Linked DNA regions of Rattus norvegicus: region 1 is linked to region 2. Evidence: chromatin contacts called from public Hi-C data. All regions are on one chromosome and are shown on one strand. Each heading gives the region's core, a stretch centred on a gene start, on an enhancer-like site or on the middle of the called end of the contact. The rest is flanking DNA. Distances are from core to core; before and after follow the strand shown. Region 1 has its middle 8.2 kb from the start of Vom2r44. Region 2 holds the start of Gmps (guanine monophosphate synthase).

Region 1 (3,685 bases), core at 775-3,274, 38 kb after region 2:
TCTTTTCTATTACTCAAGCACCAATTTCTATTTAGGATTCAGTGTTAAATGAAAACAAAATGACATATAGCAGAAGTCATCTTTTTGGATAGTCTAGAGGATAGCCAGAAACTGCTGCTCAACCAAGGGGGAAGGATCTCTTAACAGCAGACATACACACTGGAAACAGTATTTGTCTTCTACAAAAGGTTAAGTGTTCATTGTCCCAGCGAGAAAGTTCTTTGTAAAAGGAAGATGTGATAGACTTAGGCAGATTGAGGGTTGTGTTATTTCTGAGTGGGAGCTGCCAAATACAGAATGTTTACCAAGGAATCAGTGCATGTTTGATTACATTAAAAACTTTGTTCTAGCAAGCATATCTGGTATAAACAGCAAGAATCAGGAAGGATATAAGATGTTCTTACCCTGAAGTTGGTTACTGCCATGGTCTGTGTATAGCTGGTCAGGTGATCTTTTGGAAGTGCTGCTTATTTGTGACTTTTGCATTCTGGACGTTGATGGTATATATAATATTCAGAAAGAGTTAAAATGTGCTTACTGTTTTTCTTACGTTTTCTCTTAGATGTCTTTATGTAATCTTTAATGCTGAAAAGAATTTCTCTAGAACATATCTGCACATGATATAGAAACTTGGTGAAACTAAGAGGATTTTCAGGTTTACTGTCTATTTTCCTATGTGGTCATTTTGCCTTGTACTGTATAGCTTACTTGATGTCATAGTAGTCCATGTGGGCCATTGAAAATAGTTACAGTCAAGGAGACAAACAAGCTCAACTTGGAAATGTGCCAGTGACTTTAAGAACCACCCTCCAGTTTTTCTTAGAGGAAGCCATCCTTCCATTAAGTGTATTCCAGCCCTAAAAGCATATGGCCTTGCAAGCTGTTTACTTTTTGCTTGGACTTCGTGCTTAGTAACATTTATCACTTGATATACTGGGCAGTTTTGGCTTACACTATTAGTTACTTGGATACTTGTCTGCATAATTGTGTTTTATTTCTTCATAACTATTAGAGTAAGAGAGATCTGTGAAAATGTGATTTATTCCCAAATTGGCAGACCAGAAAAATTTAAAAGTCAAATCAATAAATCCTAGTCCTATCTTATTGGACCTATCAGTGATGGTCTGTCCATGGGATATAACAACCTGACATAAGTTTTTATTTTACCTTTTTTTTTTTTTTTTAGTTTTAAGAGTAATTTATTTTACTTACATGAGTACACTGTCACTGTCTTCAGACACACAGAAGAGGGCATCAGATCCCATTACAGATGGTTGGGAGCCACCATGTGGTTGGTGGTAGGAATTGAATTCAGGACCTCCGGAAAAGCAGTCAGTGGCTCTTATCTGCTAAGTCATCTCTCCGCCCCCTGACATAAATTTTGAGGACAAGCTTTTAGATGTATCTCAGTGATGGGATTATACTGTTTTATTTATTTTTTTGTTTTCTCTTCATCATATAGTAGCTACATGCAACCATAAATCATAATATTGATTTCATTGCTGTGTGGGGACTTAGCTTCTGATGGCCAATTTTGGAGAATAACTGAATTCTATTCTGTATAGAGAATGAGGGTATTCAGGTAAAATAGACAACACTGTTCATCCTACTGTTTTGCCTTGCTGTTAAGGAAGCATGGACCTGGAAAGGTCAGTTTAATCTTGTTGCCTCATCTTATGAAGTTCCAACACCAATCCAATGCTGAATAGTTACATTTGTCTCTTTGAAACAGGATTTATTTGGCTCATCCTCAAATTCATCATGTATTTGAGGATGGCCTTGAGTCTTCTCACCCTTGCCTACACCACCTCAGTCCTGTGCTCAGTTTATGTTACTGGTAATTGAACCCAGAACCATGTGTGTGTGCTTGGCAAGCACTTACCAATTGGGCCACATGCCTAGATGCATTCTTAGTTATAAGCAAGAAAAAGCATTAGCAGGATAGTGTTTATATAAACATTGATCTGTTGCCACCAGCTGAAGAACATACCATCAAGATTTGGTCATCTCAGATTCTTGAAAATGCTCACTTGCAGTGTTTGTAGACTGTCTCTTTACTATGTGTTTTTGGAAGAGCTGCTAGGATATGTTGCTGCTTTGACAACAGATAAGTATTTGTAATTGTTAACTGTTGGCAGAGCAGGAGTGCATTCAGGCTTTCTAATTCTCTGTTGAAGTTCTGCATACAACTAATCAGGAATAGATCCACTATCACAGTATCATCTCTTAACAGGAATTCTGGGGACCCCATTGCCTTTGAGAAATGATACCAACATTCTCACTCCCTGTGTTCTGACCATGCTTTCACTGCTCTTCTGCATGATCCTCACTCCACTCTCCGAGACTCTTTAGAGTGATGTTAGATGGCAAGCCTTCACTAATATTGCCTCAGTGATGGATACTTCTTTAATTAACCCAAGGTTTAACTGAGTACAGGTTAAATATTTTCGACTGGAGAATTCCCTCTTGTCTTGATTGAAGTAGCTGTACCAGATGGCAGAGGAAAACTATCTTTTACGACACGAAGCTTGCACGGCAGTAATGGCTTTTGCTGCATCTGTATCTACAGTTTTGTTGGGCCATCATTGGGAATTGAACCTGGATCCAGTTGTAGTATGTGAACATTTTAACAGCCCATAATGAGTCCCCAGAATATCAAGATGCCACCTTTCAACAGTAGGCACACTGTATACAGAAGAGTCAGCATCTCATGGAACTGTTCACCTTTTTAATTGGATCCCAACCATGGTTGCTGTCATCTGAGGATTTAAAAACTCAAATTTGACCAAATTGGGGTGTGTGTGTGTGTGTGTGTGTGTGTGTGTGTGTGTGTGTGTGTGTGTGTGTGTGTGTAGCATGCACACACACTAACACACAGTTACAAGTTTCTCAGAAAGAAAAAATTATTAAGGGACATAACTGGTCTCTTGTTAGAGTCAAACAGGTTAAGAATGTAGATGAGAGTCTTGCTGAGGTCCTCATTAGCTAAGTTTAGACCCTGGGTACTGACTTGGATCTGCTTGCGTCTATGTTCCATAGAAGGTAGACATACCAGTCTGTGTAGGGAATCTGAAGGGCAACTGACATGGTTATCCATGTTGAGATCTGTATACCCCATGGACTTATTCACCCTCTTTCTTCCTACTCTTTAGTTTTTCTTAGAAGAAATCTACCCCTGTGTTATAGCCACCTGCAATTCTGAGATTGCTCAGGTCATGAGCTAAGGCTGAGCTATCCCTACATAGCTGGAAACAAACAAACAAACCCCAAAACTTTAGGACCTGTGCCATTTGGTTATTAGCTATTAGAAATAGAGGCACCTTCCGACTAATCATTTAATGGCACCATTGTAATTTTCCTATTAAGGTCTTTGTTTTCTGTGAACCTTGTGGCAGCTTTGGAGTTTAATATTTAGAGTTAGTAAATACACAAAAGAGATTGGTTATTTCCTTCCTTCCTTTTGTGTTACATTCAGAAACACAAATATGAGTTGATTTACAAAAAGTGAATGTAAACATCCTCTGAAAATATTTTTTATAAAGTGCTACTTGTTAATTGAAATGAATAGTGTAGTTTTTGTGAATTGCTGTATAATTGTTAGTGACTGCCATGTATTTTATGTTGCAATAATATTGACTATAAAATTGCTTTGCTAAATTAATGTGAAATGACTAAAATCCCTTCT
Region 2 (3,349 bases), core at 804-3,303:
AGAGGGTCCCAAGGTCATGACCAACCTGGGCCATGTAAGTTCAGTGCCTGTCTGGGTAACTTAGTGAGATCCAAGTTTAAAAACAAGAGTGCTGGGAATATAGCAAATAGATGTCCTAGTATGTGTGCTGCCCCAGGTCCAGTCCCAAGTAGTGCGGAGTGTATTATTCAGGGCTCTCCAGCAGACTAGAACTGAGAATAGTAAATGAGATTTCTTAGAGTGCCTTACCTGAAATAGTGTGTGTTGTTGAACAGGTTCTGGAAAGACCAAGAACCTGGTAGCTGTTCAGACAACTCAGCTGTTGAGATTCCTCCATTGTCCTAGTCTTATACTGAGGACATAACGGTTCCTGGAGAGCCACTGGCCTTTAGTCCACATTAGCAGGTTGAAAAAATTGTGTTCAATAGTGAAGAAGCTGTTACCAGCAGTGACAGGGTAGATGGACTCACAGCAACACCTACATCCCATAATCAGAAAAGAAAAGCCTTCTCTTGGATCTCCTTGTGTGGGAACATGATGACAACAGAAAACCTACTCAAGAAAATCTATTCCACTTGTGCCCAGTGGCTTATCTTTTAGTTGATTCCAGACTCAGTCAAACTGAGAGCCAAGATTAACTATCACCCCATGACAGGGATTTGGGGGGGGGAGGAGGAGGAGGAGGAGGAGGAGGAGGAGGAGAGAGAGAGAGAGAGAGAGAGAGAGAGAGAGAGAGAGAGAGACACCTCTGAACAATTTTATTTACTTCCTTGCCTTTTTTTTTTTTTTTTTTTTTTTGCCCAGGCTGTGGTCTTGGCTGGTCTCCAACTCACAGGGACACTGTAACAAGTGTGTTAGAACACCAATGACACCTAGCTTCTTCATTCACACCATCCATTCTTTTTGTTGTTGCTTGTAAAAGTTCTTATTTCAGTGTGTGTGTGTGTGTGTGTGTTGGGGGTAGGGTTTGGGTCTATGTGCACATGCGTTTATAGGCACAGAGGCCATGGGAGGATATTAGGTTTTCTGTTTTATCACCCCCCCCACCTTATTTTTTGAGACAGGTTCTCTCATTACACCTGAGGCTACAGGCTGGTGGCCAGTAAGCCCATGTGTTTCTTTTATCTCCATCCTTCGCTTTTCTGGGTTTATAGGTGAATGTGGACACACCTGGGTTGGATGTAGATTCTGGGAATTAAACTCAAGTCTTCATTGTTTAGGTAGTTCTTACCTGTTGAGTCATCTCCCCAGCCACCCTGCTCAATGACTCAAGGTTTCCTTATCCAGCCCTAGCTGTCCTGGAACTCACTTTGTAGACCAGAGTGAGAGATAGATAGATAGATCAAGAGCCTTTGAACCTTTTTTAAAATTTATTTATTTCCTTATTTTTTTAGTCTGGCCTGGAACTTAGATGTGCCTACCTCAGCCTCCAGAGAGCTGGGGTCAAAGGTGGTGACTGGCTACCATTCATTGTTACAAAAGAAAGAAAGAAACAACCAAAATCAAACAGGCAATCAAGTAAATAGAAGGTAATTTCTTCAACAAGGTAGGCTCTCTGAGAAATCTACAGCTTATTGTTAAAAAACTGAGTGGTGGCACACACCTTTAATTTTAGCACTTAGGAAGCAGAGGCAGGTAGATCTAAGTTAAGTTTGAAGGTAGTCTGGTCTTCAGAGTGACCTTATTTAGAAAAACAAACAAAAATCCAGAAAAATTGAGCCACCCTTATTGTGACAATGAATCCATTACTTAACTGTATCTTGCAGTTTACAAAGATTTGAGGTTTGAGATGGTATGTAGCCACTACTTAGTTAATGCCAATTATCACATCCAGTTCTACTGCCCTGCCTAGGGGCAAGGCTGATGCTTTCCTTTTTGGTAGGCTGGGTATTCTCTTCTCCGAGTGACAATGAGGGCGGAGTTTGCACGGCCCCGCCTGGGAGGCGGGGCCAGGAGGCGGGGCCGGTTAGAGGCGGTCGGGCGGAAGCTGGAGGAGGGAACAGCGCGCGCTTCTGTGTTCTGAGGCCGAGGCCAGGTTCCGGGCTGTTGCTGTGCCTCACGCTTCAGCCGGTCCCGGTGCTGTGCTGCTCGCGTCCAGGCCTTGCCAGCGGTCTGCGCCCGCCGCGCTGGTCCCCGATGGCCCTGTGCAACGGAGATTCCAAGGTCAGTCTGTGATTGGGGTCTCTGCTTCCCTCCGGCAGCGTGAGCGAGGCCTGGGCATCCGTCCGCCTCACTTGGCGGGTTCAGCGGGATTCCGCATGTGCCAGCCCGGCCTGCGGCGTGGCTTTCCGGCATCGGAGGCGCTTTGTTGGCTTTGCTAGTGTGTGGATGCGAGCGGCCCTCGCTGCCGAAAGCGTCAAGTTCCAGCGCAGAGGGGACCCAGCCGTGGGCCGCGATTCTTGGGGACTCCCAGGCCCTTCAGCCTCAGGGCAGGGTCGGGGCCTCGCTTGCGGCGGTCGCGCCAGGCCTGCCTGCATTCTTTCCAACCTAGTGCAGGCCTTTCTGTCTCCGGAATGACCGCAGCTTCTGTTCCTAGTCCCAAGTGTTCTCTGTCACCCTCTTCTCCCGCCATCCTAGGAGGGGAGGAATGTGTGGCCAGCTATAGTTCCTGCGTACTATGTCTCGTGTTTTACGTGCTAGTTTTGGGGAACGTGTTCTCCCGCGTTTGGGATCTTTCCCTGGGAACTGAGGTCTCCCTGAGTGCTTGAAAAAGTTGGCTAACTGTGTTAGCCAAGACGCGAGAGCGTTGGGCGGTTGATTCGCGCTTGTGGCCTTCAACTCCCAGTCTTAGACGTCGTTCTTTCTTGCCTGGCCACTGAATTGGCCCCCTTCACTTCCGACCGAAAGTCGTCTTTGACTTGGAGAGCTTTCTGACCTTCACAAAGTCAGTTTTGTCAGCGAGAAACTGCAGTGTTGAAATACAATTACTTTAGCAAAAAGTAATCACTCTTGTGCATGATTGTGGCCTAGCTTTAGCAATCTGGTTAAATTTCTCCTCGGGTGTATGAAACTCCAAACTTTGGAGTGGGGATAACTGTTCTACAGCCAGGAATAATTTCTACCCTTACAAACTTGGAGCTTAAGTGTCACGACCTCGTGAATGGCTGTTTAATATATAATAATCATTCAAAACCTGTAATGCACAAGTAAATAAACATTGTGAGGTAGCTCCAAATTCTCAAACGTTGGCACCTGTCATGGTATGAAGAATAAGTCTCACTTTACACACATTTGTCTTTAATTTTTAATCTTACAACTCACTGGAAGAATTCTTCTTTATGGTGGGTGAGTTCACAGCGTATTATAGAACATACTTCGATCTAGAATAGTATTTTCACAAAATTATCTAAAACAGTATGACCATTTTTCA

Evidence for each region. A called contact is a pair of places that touch in the nucleus more often than the background predicts.
Region 1: a contact with region 2 is called in a Hi-C map of the A7r5 cell line, with 1.6 times the contacts expected there. The contact joins the enhancer-like site here to the promoter of Gmps in region 2. A contact is called at or near these places in 3 of 12 Hi-C or Micro-C datasets (the A7r5 cell line, Schwann cells and prefrontal cortex).

The regions. Positions count from the first base shown.
Region 1 is chr2:150,636,782-150,640,466 of GRCr8, forward strand. It overlaps a transcript of Gmps not described here. Among named protein-coding and RNA genes, the nearest start is that of Vom2r44, 8.2 kb to the right of the region's middle. Within about 2 kb of position 2,025, at least 1 of the 93 cell types and tissues checked has an H3K27ac peak or open chromatin away from gene starts, as enhancers often do. A contact at or near this core is called in the A7r5 cell line, where this site is marked.
Region 2 is chr2:150,598,776-150,602,124 of GRCr8, forward strand. Gmps (guanine monophosphate synthase) reads left to right here and starts at 2,054. Exons shown (of 16, transcript NM_001024754.1): 1 at 2,054-2,142. The coding sequence starts at 2,116.